3 separate regions of the Zea mays genome follow, and regions 1 and 2 are each linked to region 3. The links are chromatin contacts, called in public Hi-C maps. All regions are on one chromosome and are shown on one strand. The core of a region is the stretch at or near the end of the contact, and the rest is flanking DNA. Distances in the headings are between cores, read along the strand shown.

What was found. A called contact is a pair of places that touch in the nucleus more often than the background predicts.
Region 1: a Hi-C map of leaf shows a contact between it and region 3, with 5 times the contacts expected there. The contact joins the enhancer-like site here to the promoter of LOC103636017 in region 3. A contact is called at or near these places in 3 of 25 Hi-C or Micro-C datasets (ear, leaf and tassel).
Region 2: a contact with region 3 is called in a Hi-C map of leaf, with 7 times the contacts expected there. The contact joins the promoter of LOC100191695 here to the promoter of LOC103636017 in region 3. A contact is called at or near these places in 2 of 25 Hi-C or Micro-C datasets (leaf and tassel).

The regions. Positions count from the first base shown.
Region 1 is chr8:141,858,174-141,862,473 of Zm-B73-REFERENCE-NAM-5.0, reverse strand. It overlaps LOC100193246 (a long non-coding RNA gene), which reads right to left. Exons shown (of 2, transcript NR_156483.1): 2 at 2,537-2,961. Among protein-coding and RNA genes, the nearest start is that of LOC100193246, 13 kb to the right of the region's middle. Within about 2 kb of position 1,858, at least 17 of the 20 cell types and tissues checked have an H3K27ac peak or open chromatin away from gene starts, as enhancers often do. A contact at or near this core is called in ear, leaf and tassel, where this site is marked.
Region 2 is chr8:141,665,199-141,669,567 of Zm-B73-REFERENCE-NAM-5.0, reverse strand. It overlaps LOC100191695, which reads right to left and starts at 3,087. Exons shown (of 4, transcript NM_001137124.1): 1 at 2,723-3,087; 2 at 2,187-2,375; 3 at 1,228-1,398; 4 at 45-288. The coding sequence starts at 2,366. The coding sequence ends at 136.
Region 3 is chr8:142,172,385-142,176,744 of Zm-B73-REFERENCE-NAM-5.0, reverse strand. It overlaps LOC103636017 (integral membrane protein), which reads left to right and starts at 2,398. Exons shown (of 8, transcript XM_008658382.4): 1 at 2,398-2,792; 2 at 2,899-2,982; 3 at 3,226-3,283; 4 at 3,387-3,487; 5 at 4,217-4,312. The coding sequence starts at 2,712.

The sequences.
Region 1 (4,300 bases), core at 609-3,108, 310 kb after region 3:
TCTGCAAATATCCTGAGCTCCACATATTCCATGCATTATATCTGATTTCCCCATTCCGCAGGTGAAGGTGGGCTGCTGAGTACGTTTGTACTCACCCTTGCTTATTTGTTGTTTTTCAGAAAAGGGAGATCGGGTAAGAGTTATGACTGTTCCCAACCTTGCCTGTGGCTGTTGGACCGCTGAATTGCTTCACTGCGTATATCGGGCTGCTTCAGCCCCACTCTGATGATATGTCCCGAGTTGTGGACCAACTCTTAAAGTTGTTTGCCACCTTTATAGGTTTGTCTCGTTTAAGCAGATCTGGAATCATCTGATGTATAAATGTGTTTACTAGCCTACTGGGACTAGTAATTGTATCACATTTGAGTCCTAGAGGATTGGGACGCTTCAACATGTTAATCTGATCAATTAGCATATAGACCGTCTTTGTAATGTCATAATAGATATTTCTTATAGAATCTACATTTCACATTTGTTTTAACCAAACATCTTCCAACTTTGCCGCAATTGTCGGTTCACAACAACTTTTTCATAGCTCACAACTAGAATAAGATTTTTAGGATTCTGCAGTTAAACCAAACAGAGCCTAAATCAAGTAAGTTTATGAGCCAAAAGTTTCTGTAGCATTTAATTTTGAAGCATGTATCAGAGCTAGTTAATCAGATAGATAGACAAAACAAAAAGTAGCTTAGTTGTTTTTTTGGTGTCAGGAGCTAGTGCCCATTGGTGTCATTGCCCTATCATATTGGAAACGGACAGTGCTAGGGTAAGCACCTGTACGAAGAAGCACGAAACTGGACAAGTTTGAATATGGTTTTGTATTTGCTGAAGCAAAGCGGAGTTTTGGCATAGGTCATTGAGGTGAAGAAAAATGGTAAGTTATTGTTTGGATACTTTCATTTTGGTGAAATTGTAATCTAATTAATAGAGTAAACTATTTGGTTTGGAATTTGATATTTCATCACTTTCCAAAGTTCATATATATGTCTACCTTAAATTAACATAATAGTGGATAAAAATTAATTTCATGTATCACAGGGCTATATATATATGTTTCTACTCTGCAACTTATAAGATGTTCTTTGGCTCACTACACTATAGTAAAATACAGCCCATAAATATTTTTTCCATATGATAAATTGTAGTATACAAATATGGTGTATAAAATTATATTAGCTTAATTAATATGTGCCTGAATTACTACTCATAGAATGGAATTCGATTCAAAGGATCCAAATGTGGCCTAATAGAGCACCGAATGAATTAGCTGCTTTAGCTAGCGCATACTTGACCTCATTTTGAGCAAATTGGGCTCCACCTATTTCTGTCTAGTAATTAAAGAAGTCTCTTTTGTCGGTGTATAAAAAAAATCAAGATTTACCATTCGAATGTTGCTCTCAGAGGCGGCATGCATGTGGAGTATGAGACGTTGCACTTTGTCGTGAGAATACGTGTGTGTTTGCGAAGGTCTTGTGTGTGTGATCGAGGTTATGTATCTATAATTTTTTAAGAAAAAAAAAAGATAACAGTTTACCAACAATTATAGATGCTAAATACGAGGGCAAAACATGGGTGAATTTTAGCCTAATAATAAGAGGTAATAACAGGAGTTTATTGGTGGTTATAACCTATTAGCCCTTATTATCAACTACTTCTTATTATTATATTATAAGGTGACTAATTTTAATTCTTAGCCACAGGATCAGCCAAGCTAGACTATCCTAATAAGAAGCAAAAGAAAAATAGGCATATCCAACGTTGCGGCAGACATTCTGAATGGGTCTAGGCCCACGTGCGTCAGGACCGATGTCATATTCATCCACAGCAGAAGGGAATCTAGATTGGACTGGAACGGGGCGAGCGTGCTCTCGAGAAGCCCACCACTTGCAAGTCGCACCTGCTGGCCCGCACATGCTTCTTGCATGCATGCTTTCTGCCGGCTACCCGAACCAGCCACAGTCGGGAGGACATCGCGCCCATCCGCTTTGTCGAATTGCTGGTTACCAGCAGTGCAGGGCACGCGCGACGTATGTCGCGATACGCCTGTCACGTACAGGAACAATCCTAAATGAACCGTATTTCAAAGAAATATCTAAGCAGGTAATGTTTTGTATCGTAGATTGTATTGTTCGTAGAGTAGAATTTGAATATGTGTATAAAGATAGATAAATTGCTACAGATAGCTTAAGTAGAAAAAAAGTACAAGGGACATATAACGTCTCTAGCACAATTGTCGAAGTCAAAGATACGATTTCACTCATACAACTGATATAAATAGACAATGTCTTACGATATTCTAGTGAATAAGATATAATGCTTAAATACATTGAGTTGTATAAACGAATTTCTTAGATATATTTAGTGTTTGTAAAAACCGCAACATAGTATATAGATTGTATATGCCATTTTATTGTAGATAGAATTTTATCCATACATTGTTATTTTGATTTCGTGACATGTCATTTAATGAGAATAAATGCCATGAAACTCTCACGGCATATGCTTTATGCCAGCAAATTTCAAAATACGAAGCAATGACTTAAACAAAACTCGCAGGCATTTATGAATAGCCTCGCAGCATTGCAAGTTGTATAAATAAACTTCTACAACAGAGTCTGATAGTCACTTGCTATCCATTTAAATTGTTCTACAGGAATCCTCTCTTGGTGGACTCAGCTTTCTTGGATATGGCAATGCCAACCTAGTTGGAGGTGCGGTACAGCTTCCCGAATACATGGAGCACAGCAACGACGGCTACGAACCCAATACTCATGATCAGAACAGTGTTTGGTGACATTTTGCGGCCGGCAGCCTCATCAGTGTAGAATTGGAGCATTGAGCTGGCACCGCCTCCACCAGCAGCAGCACCGCTTGTGGTCCTACGCCTACGCAGGCTTGCGGCTGCCGCCGCGCTCCCTCTAGCAGGTGCATCACCATTGGCCACCATCTTGTCCTAACACTCTGCATGACAGTAGAAGGGTTCATACTTCAGATACAATACTTGCATCACTACAACAGTGAGAACACAACACAACATGCAGTTGGCTATCACATCAGATTAGCAGGTATCACATATTGGAAATCTAACTATGAATACCTACATCAGCATACAGCAGCATGTACTTTGGCAGACAAAACAGAAAAACAATCATTTTTTGCTTTCTTATGCTTACAAAGATCAACTAAGCACAAAACTTTGAACTCTGATTTTACTTTACTGGCGTTAACAGACAAGTTATGACTGGGATAGTAAGTGAAATTCAAATTCTAAACTGTGCATAAATCCAGCTCCTAGTTTCGCAGAACTAACCTTGTATGCTATCACAGATCATGACATATTACCAGTGGCATGAGACACAAGTTTCACATCACATAAGAATTAGATAAGCAATGGTCAGACAAATGCACAAGCTGCACATCATAATATGCAATGCATGTATAAAAGCCGGAAAATGTATAGCTCTAACAGGAACAGAATAAATGCAGGCAAATACAGTTTCATTTTGAGGAGCATTGCAAATTCAAAGCATGTTGACATACACAGGGATGATATAACAGTTACATAAAAGCCACTTGTAAGCCATGAACCAGGTCAACCAGAACCATCAAATTTTCCATCGATTTAGCACCATTCAGCGTGCAACCAAAGATCGTCAGGTTAAATAATCAGAAAATCTGATTCTAGTTCTGGGGGTCTGGCACAATTCGGGCTAGTTTAGGAGTACAAAATGTCAAAACCTCTCTCATCAACCTCCTCCCAATCACTGCAAGAACCTCTCTGAGGCGGGCCTAGCGTTCTAGGTACGCCCCAACATGGTCCTATTATGTTTCATGGTGTGAACTATTGCAGAGTACCAACTAGGTCCATTCTTGTCATGATGGTAAAGATACATGCTACAGTTCATTTCTAGAACGCTGCATAAACACTTGGTATCCAACCACTCATTGAATTGTTATGGATTTGGATGATGTGTTTCTAGTTTGCAGGGTGGACCTTCCAAACACCGCACACTGGAGAGTATGTATATTTTTTGGTGTTGTATTATGGATATTCTGTGTATGAACATGTGTACCATTGACAAATTACCATAAAGAAACTCCTGTTTTGATTAACATCTACAGATGGTTATTTTGGTATTTAAAATTAACGTTAGATAAATTTCTGTTGTCCATGGATTAAAGGTGTTGCTAGAACTAAAGGTACAAACATGTGCAGTGTGGAGCAAGTTCAATCTTTACATACTTTTTATATTTTCTCTGGGACTGGGAGCAATATATCATCCAGCTATGAAGATGCAGA
Region 2 (4,369 bases), core at 1,838-4,337, 510 kb after region 3:
AAGAAATAGAAAACTGAAAATAAATACAGGAAATCGCAAAATGTAGATAGAAGCAAATTCACAGCTGCCTTCCTCTTCGTTCTGGTCGCAGTAGAAAACTACGTACCGTCCATGCAACGTACGCAACGCAATCCACTAGTGCACGAACTTGAAATACAGAATCACGAGGATAGCCAAGACAAGAACTGCTATGATGAGACCGATGATCCACTTGTTTCTATCCATTCTCCTCATCATGCCTCCAATGGTCCTCCTGCTCTTGCCGACGTTGTTATCCACCTCGTCCAACTGCAGATCCAAATAAAGATTACAAAACAGGGGTTAAATAGGAAACAGGAGATCTGAACAAAACAAACAACAACCGCATGTTGGTAATTGTGGATACCAGTTATTATATTTGACCGGTGCATGACAGCATGGACTTTGGCATCAACTATCGCTCATATTTGTTTGAACTTAAACTATGGATACGAGTTGGTATTGAAGAACAAAGCTATACTGTGTTTTTCTAATCAAAGTTGATGCATTAGACGATCTGATAACCACACAAACTTGGTGACGTCTGGTTCAATTAATAATAAGTTTATATTGATATACATCTATCTATTATCTATTCAATAATGCAAGTCCGGCCCAGTCAGCAATCAATTACTCTAAATCTCTCCAGATTGATAGTGGGCTCAGTGTTTCAGGCGTGTGCCCCCACAGTTGTATGTATGTCGTTAGGCATGTGAAAATATGTGCACTTAATGAACATATGCAATGCTTGCCAATTACAACAGTCACAAGTAACATAAAAATGAAAAGGGGGAACTATATGAAAGTAAAAGTGAATCTATGCATGACAAAAAAAACAGTGAAGAGTTATTAAAACTCAGCCAATGTAGATACTACAGTTACCCAGGAAAAACTATTGAAGAAAAGTAGGTCAGGGTCTACACTATCTCCTTTAGTGTTTGCTGACATCAAAAGGCATAATAGACATAATTATCCACATAAAAACCTGTATGCATGACATTTTTTTAACAGTAGACTATGGAAAGCTACATTTCATCTAATCTGACACACAGTAAGTAGAGAGAAACTTGTGACTTGTAAGTGATTTCCTTTCAACAAATTGCATAGTACTGGAGGTTTAAGATAATTTAATTTAAAATAAAACTAAATGGCACACAAAAACCAAAACAGTTAGTTCAAACTGGTAGAATTTGGTAAAAAAATACTTACTACATCATGAGCATGCAAGAGAGACTGGCGCTGTTGACTCAGGTCATGCAGGATAGAGACACCAAGTTCTTCAGTCTCCAGCATAGTTCTATGGCTATCTCTGAGCCTATCAGTTGTTTGGTTCTGTCTCTCGGTTGCCCTGAGCAATCTTGACCTTTGATCAGCAGAAACCTGTGTGATCATAAAAAAACAACATTAGACTCTCATGGAGACTGTCAACTTTTTACTTGCAAGGTTGAAGGATAGACACATGAAACTAACAAATAAACAAATCTAAGATTGATGATAAATCAGAAATATGTGCGTGCAAAAGAACTAGCGCCTCATGCTTCATCAGAATATGAATATTGCCAGTTTGATATAGCTAGAGCTTAGCCATATGGATTCTGGACAGCATATGCCACAATTTGCAGGACACATTACTACCACCTTGCAGACATTATTGATAGCTTCGGCTTATCCATGCTGCAGGGGTAGCCTTTAGAATTTTCTAGATTGGTATAGAGCTGCTTCAACAAAAAATGATTGATATTTTCGACGAACATGGGAAAATAAGTGCTTTGCCATTCAGAGTGCGTTTAACATGAATTGTGAATTCATTCACTACAAGTCCATGAAACAACCAAAGAGCACATCCTGACGTTAGCTACTCATACAAGGCATTGCTTTTGTCCCAATTAGCTCCACATCTGTAATTTGGAAGGTTCAATTGCCTTCACTAACTGCAGTACTGAAAGGAGTCATAGACACTTGTATCCAGATCATAGGGCTAACATTAAAGAACTTGAGCCAAATTAACACCAACCAAACAGGTATGTTTTGTGTCATTTCTGCCAAATAACCAAGAGAAAATGATGGTTCAAATATAGACATGCCTTGCACAACCTTGTTAACAAACCAAAAAGAGCATGGTTCAATCCAGATGAGAATGGTTCATGAATTCAGAAAAGGTAACATACCCCCAATGTATCTGCCATTCCTGACTCCAACAACTCCTCCCTCGCCCCCTGTTGTGCATTAATACTAGTAACCCTCTTCAGCGCTCCCTTAAGGTTATTAAGATCTGACTTGTACTCCCTGATCTTTACTAGGAGATCAGCTCTAATGCTTGGTTGCAGGTTTCTTGCTTCAAGATCCATCTTCCTTATCTGAAAACAAAAACAACATTACCAATATACAATAGATGTCTTCCGCCGCACAATAAAACTTCCATTTGAATTTGATAACTGCTTAGCCTGATCCTATAAGAAGGAAACGTCCCTAAGTTTAAACAATTATGTAATCCTTAGGGTTCAAAATTTTCCGTGATCTATAAAAAATACAGCTCTAAAGAAGGATCGTTCCTTGTTTCTTTTTTTCTCCCTACACCTGAATATAATTCCAAAACAGTTTTGTGAGGGTCGTGCATCCTTCGCGGCTACTTAGTAACAAGAGCACAGCCACTATTTGCCTATGTTTAATAAAACAAAAACAAAAAAGAGGAGCGAGGGGATACCAGTGCCTCAGCGCCATCGATGCCGGATTGGATCTCCGCCGCCTTCTGCTTCAGCTTCTCTGCGCGACCAAATATTTTACCAAGAGACGATTCGGAGGGAGAGCCTACCGAGATTGAGGTTGCTTCTAGAAAACGAAGAGATTTGGGAGGGGTGGAGGATTACCTCCCTGTAGGGCGGCGGCGGCGGTGCATTTGCGGGTGAGGGAGGCGGACGCCTCGCAGTACTGGCGCTCGTAGCCCTCGAACACCTTGCTCATGTTGCCCCGATCTCGATCCCAATCGCTGTTTGTCTAAACCCGCGAAATTTTCTCTGGAGCGATCACGTCGGGAGGAGTCGAGGCCTAGGAAAGGAAGAAATGGGGACGGACCGAAGGAGTAGGACACAATTGGACGTGGACGTTCAGACCCAGAAGGCTTCGTTGGAGTTTTTCTTTCTTTTCTTTTTTTTCCTTCTTTTTTCATCCTTTTCTAGTACACGCTGGGTAGAAAAGATAATAAATTGGCGGCATGGCAGTTTAATCAGCAAACCCGAAATTCGATAGGTACGTGACCTATTCGGTGAAGATTTTGATCTGCAGGTGCAACTCGTATCCGATCCGAAGTTTCGCGGGTGTGGGTGCGGGTTTCTATTTCAACCGGCGGTGATCCGCATCTCGCCCGAAATGTTGGTTTATTCTTTATTTTTGTGCAAAAATAATTAAGATACAACGGTAATTGTTTTGAATAAGTAACATGGCTACTGATTCATGAAACGTTTTGTTGCTACTCAATATGTGAAGGCTTAAAATATGTAGATATAACTTAATTATTGTTGATACTTAATTGTTTATAGCTAATTGTTATTTAAAAGTGACACTAGGTAAAAACCCGCGAGTGACCCGAAACCCGACGGGTTCAGGTGCGGGCTTAAAATTGTACCCGTGGGTGCGATCGGGGACGAGTTTAGTTAGACTTCACGGGTGCGATCGCGAGTGGGTTTTTGCTCCACCTAACCCGAACCCGACCCATTACCATCCCTATCTGCAGCATCATCGAAAGACCTAGCTTTGTGCTTATGGTTACGTGTCTTCCACCAAGATTCAAGAGAGCTCTTGAGAACCAACCGAGCATGTAACACTCTGAATTTGGGGTATAAAATTTGTTCTTTAATATCTACCAAATTCAGGTGTTACTCCTTTTCTCACCTCTATAGATTTTCTTTCTCTTCTTTTTAATAGAATTTTGGGTGTTTATTCGAGAGGTGTATTATTTCTTTAGAATATTAAAACCTAGGGGAGACATGAATTGGTGCATTATGTTGAGCTAAAATTTTATTTTTGGTTGATGCACATGTTTGAAATATTCAAATTTGAATTTATGGTTTATTTTATTTGAATTCAATAGAGAAAATAAAAGAAAAGAAATAGAAAATTCAGAACAAAAGAAAAACCAGAAATCAGCCCAAGACACCCTCTCCCTCGACCTTTTCAGCCCAGTTGGCCCGGCTGCTCTCTCTCTCTCTACGCGGTGGGGCCTACCTGTCGACGCCATTCCTCTCGCCCATGCGAGCACCCTTTGTCCCATCTCCCTCTGCCAGCCCGGTCCCGCTTGTCGGCGCTGCCCGCTCACTCGTGCGCCCTCTCCCGCTGGCCCGTGGGCCTTGCCTGT
Region 3 (4,360 bases), core at 1,149-3,648:
AAATTAGATCATTTAGATCAACATCTGATGAGCCATCAAAAGAGAAAGTGTTTGCAATATTTTCATCTCTAATGGGTCCCTTCTCTACTAATATGTCCCTTGACTTGTTATCAAGATTATCCCAATTTATTGGATCATAGATATCCTCAGTAAAAACAGGTTGTTCATCAACACTAGCATTTTCTGTAGGAGGTGAATTAACCATAGGCTCATGATCAATATTTTCTTCTGGTGTAAAGCCCTGATCTTCTGGCTTATTATCAGGTTGCTCCTCTATAGCAACTATAGCCATCTCATTTTGATTCCTTGAAGTTCTTGAATTACTAGAAAAAAATTTGTCCATAGCTCCTCTCTGCGTTTCTATGAACTCATCTGCTCGTTTCTTCCTCTTCCTTTTCTCAGAACCGGATGGATACTTTCTAGATGACATGACTATATGCTGAAATTAAAAACAAAATTATGAATGGAAGCTATTGCTTAGTTACACGAATAAACTTAAAGAATTATTACCGATTATGGAGTATAGAAATTTCGAAGCAACGTCACGTCGTCGTCTTCTGGGATAACATTAGAAAACGTCACGTCGTCAGAAGGAGGAGACCGCCGCCCTCGCAAGCCACGAGCATGAAGTAGGGGAAGAACGCGATGGAGCGCAGGCTGCGCAGCAGGGCCACCAAGGCGTCGTGCATGTCTGGCCGCCGGCTGGCGTCAGGAATGGCGGTGCGGCGGCGCCGGTCTTGAAGGCGGTGGCGGCGGCCCCGGCCTGCTGCTGCGAGACGCCGAGGCGTCGAGGCGAGACCGAGACGCTGAGACGCAGGTAGTACGGCCCGACGGGAGGACCGGATGAAGGACTCGAAGGCCGAACTGACGAAGCGACGAACGGACAAGGACGAAGCATTTTGTTCTGACTGCTCTGATCGACTTCTATGATCTGCTCGACTTCCGTGATCTTCTCCTTGCCGTTTTGTTCCGACTGCTCTGCTCCTTGGTGTCAGGGGTGGGGCCCATCATTCCGGGGGGCCCGGGGCAACCGCCCCGCGCCCCCCCTCAGGGCTGTCGCTGGACGTGCGCCGTGGTCGGCATACACTAGATAACGCACCAGCTGACTACGTTGACAGGTGGGTCTGCCGATGCGCCATCTGGTGGGCCGACGACGTAACGGGTTGACTTGTAGCTTCCGCCACCTTTGGCGTCTCTACGATGCGGATCCCTTCGCTGCGCCTATAGATGTCCAAACGGGCCACCCGGCACGGACCCGGCCCGAACCCGTTTCGGCCCGGTACGAATAGGGCCAGGCCAGGCACGACCCGTTGATGCTTCGGGCCAGATCGGGCTGGCCCACGTGCCTAGGGACATGCCCAAACCCGGCACGCACAGGAAAAAATCGTGTCGGGCCGACCCGTTGGCCCGGTGGGCCTCAACGGACCGGGCCAGGCACTAGCCCGAACCAACAGTAGAACGGTATATAAATACATATATTTAACAGAATTAATCATATATAATAACATATTATTTATATATATTAAGACAACAAAATATTTATGTATGCATTTTATATTTATGTATGCATTTTATATATGTTTGGCCGCGTATTTAGTATTTACATACTATGAGAGAATTAAATGTATTTACATATTTAGTATTTACATAAATATGTGGGCCGCCGTCGGGTCGACCCATTTATCAGGCTGGGCCGGGCCAAAGCACGCGGGCCGCTGTATCTGCCCATACCCGGCCCGCTAAACGGGCCGTGCCGGCCCGGGCCCGTAACCGACCGTGCCGGGCCGTGTTTGGACCGGGCTAAATTCGTGTCGTGCCACGGGCCAAACGGGCAGCCCGCACTGTTTGGACATCTATAGCTGCGCCTGTACGGATGTGTGGAGCAGAAGGCCCTGAGACGTCTTGACGGTGATGGGCCTTGGTTGCTAACTATTGCATCAAGGCTTTCATTGTTGTTGTTGTTGTTTTTCGCTATGATCGACCGTATAGTTAGCCAACATAAAAGAAAGATTAGAAAGATTAAGCTTTCGTTATATGGTCGAGGTCGCGATATGTCTCCTCCCGATAGTCTCTACCATCATTTCTAAAAAAGGCAAAGACCGGAAATTCCCACGGTAACTTCGTATTTCATTTTGGAATAATTGTCTTTTTTACCATGACGGCAGTGCAAAGTAATAAAAAACAAATTTTCCTTGAACAATTTGTCTTTAAGATGGAACATTTTTCCAGAAATCAAAAGAAGACGAACAGTGCGATCGAGTAAAGCTCGAATGAACCAGAGAGACGAAAAAAAGAAGAAAACGAAATGTTTTTTATCCGGCTCCCTGCAAACAAATCACGAAAATGCCCTTCTCCCACATAGAAAAAAAAAAGGAGAAGGCCACAGTCCCGCAACGGCGACGGCACACGTGTTCTGTCGTCGCCTTCCACCAGTTGTTGACGGATGACGTGGTCGGGGAGCCCAAAACGCCACGCAGCTGCAGCTCTGGCTGAGTTCACACTTCACGGGAAGAAAGACGTAGAATATTGGATGGGTTCAGATTAAAAAGGCAGTTAAGCTCGATGGATGCGTGTGATGATTATATAAAGGACATTATAAATCAACGGGAGCAAAGGAAAGGAAAGGGAGAAAATTTCATATAGCAATTGTTTCGCGTATAGGAGGGAGAACAAAGGTCGCGTCTCGAAAGTTCTTGCCTTGTTGGGAAGGGATGGCGTCGGAGGTGGAGGACGACGCGGCGGTGCCGGGCGCGCCGCTGGTCGCCAATGGTGCAGCCGACGTCCGCCGGAGGGTTCGTCGCCGGGCCGCTGCTGCTCTGTCGTTTAATTTTCTTTTTTTCTTTCTTTCTCGGATTTGCTTCTGGCTACACTTATGAGTGCTGATCTTGTCCTGCGCAGAGGGATCAGGCTAAGGCGATTTTGTCCAAGCAGGCCGTCAAGATCGCCACCAAGGCCGAGCAGCACGAGCGCTTCATCTTTAAGGTCATTTCCCCGACCCTGCCTCCGTTTAATCTCTTTATTACCGCCTTTCTTGTGCAGTTGACGTCCACAAATCTTGCCGCTCCCGTGCTCCCTTTCTTTTGTGGAGGTCATTGTGTGATGTAATAAGTACCTGCACATTTATTGTTCGCACTGTGCTGCAGAGATTGTGGCAATAATTGGATTCGCTGGATTGGGTTTAGGGAATGTTCTCATATGGTGCTGCTGGTTTTAAATGTTCATCAGGTCACACACTTGCTGGGTGTTCTTGGATTTGGGGGATTTTGCTATCTCTTGGGTGCCAGTAAGCTACTGCAACAACATTGATCTTTTGGTTGGGTGTCGCATACTGTACATCATAAGATTCTTGTTGATTCCACCTCTCAATGCTATGGTGTTGCTTGCAGGACCACAGGATGTGCCATATGTGTACTGCCTGTTCTATGTCATATTCGTTCCGCTCCGCTGGATTTACTACCGCTACAAGAAATGGCATTACTATCTCCTGGTGAGTATGTTACTGTCTCACATTTTTTATGTCCTGGAGATGCGTCAATTGTCAGAAATGTGCTTCCACATATTTTTACATCATAAATCATAACTTAGCATTGTTTGTTTCAGTGTCCTACTTTACTCTAAATTTATTTGTTATCCACACCACAAATTCTCCAATAGAAAGCTTTGTTGAAAGGATAAATAGTTGTAGATAGCACATACTAGTATGATGAGTGGATGATGGGCTGTTTTATGACATTGTGCCAACATCTTGCAGTTGCACAATGTGTGTAAGTGGTAAACCTATTATCACATTTTTTTTCCACCACGGACAGACCAAATATCGTCACTTAATAAACCTATTGTCACATATCTCATGTATTTATCCTTTATAAAAAATTAAAAAGGAGCCACTCTATTCTAACGATGTGTAATGTTGATGATATTCTTTTATTGTACCGGGAATAGCCTTTTATCTGATTTACCTGATAAACAGTATGCCTACATGTTTGAGATAGAGTTTTACAATATTGGAGTACATGTCAAGTAGTACAACTCTAATACTACATTATATCTTGGTCAATATTCTAGGTTCTGTTTCATTTTACATTTCAAATGTTGTCACAAATATTAGTTTGCTAGACAGCAGCCTTGTGTTCTTTTGATGGGATCTTCTTCATTTCTAAAGCCATCATCTTGTGTGTAAAACCTTGAGGTTTAATTTTTTTTCTTTTTTCTGCAGGACTTCTGCTACTATGCCAACACCTTTCTCCTTGTAATGATTCTCTTCTATCCGAAAGATGAAAAACTTTTCATGGTTTGCTTCTCGTTTGCAGAGGTATGAAAAATACTCCTGTTGATTTCCAGAGCTTGTCCTGGATGTGTT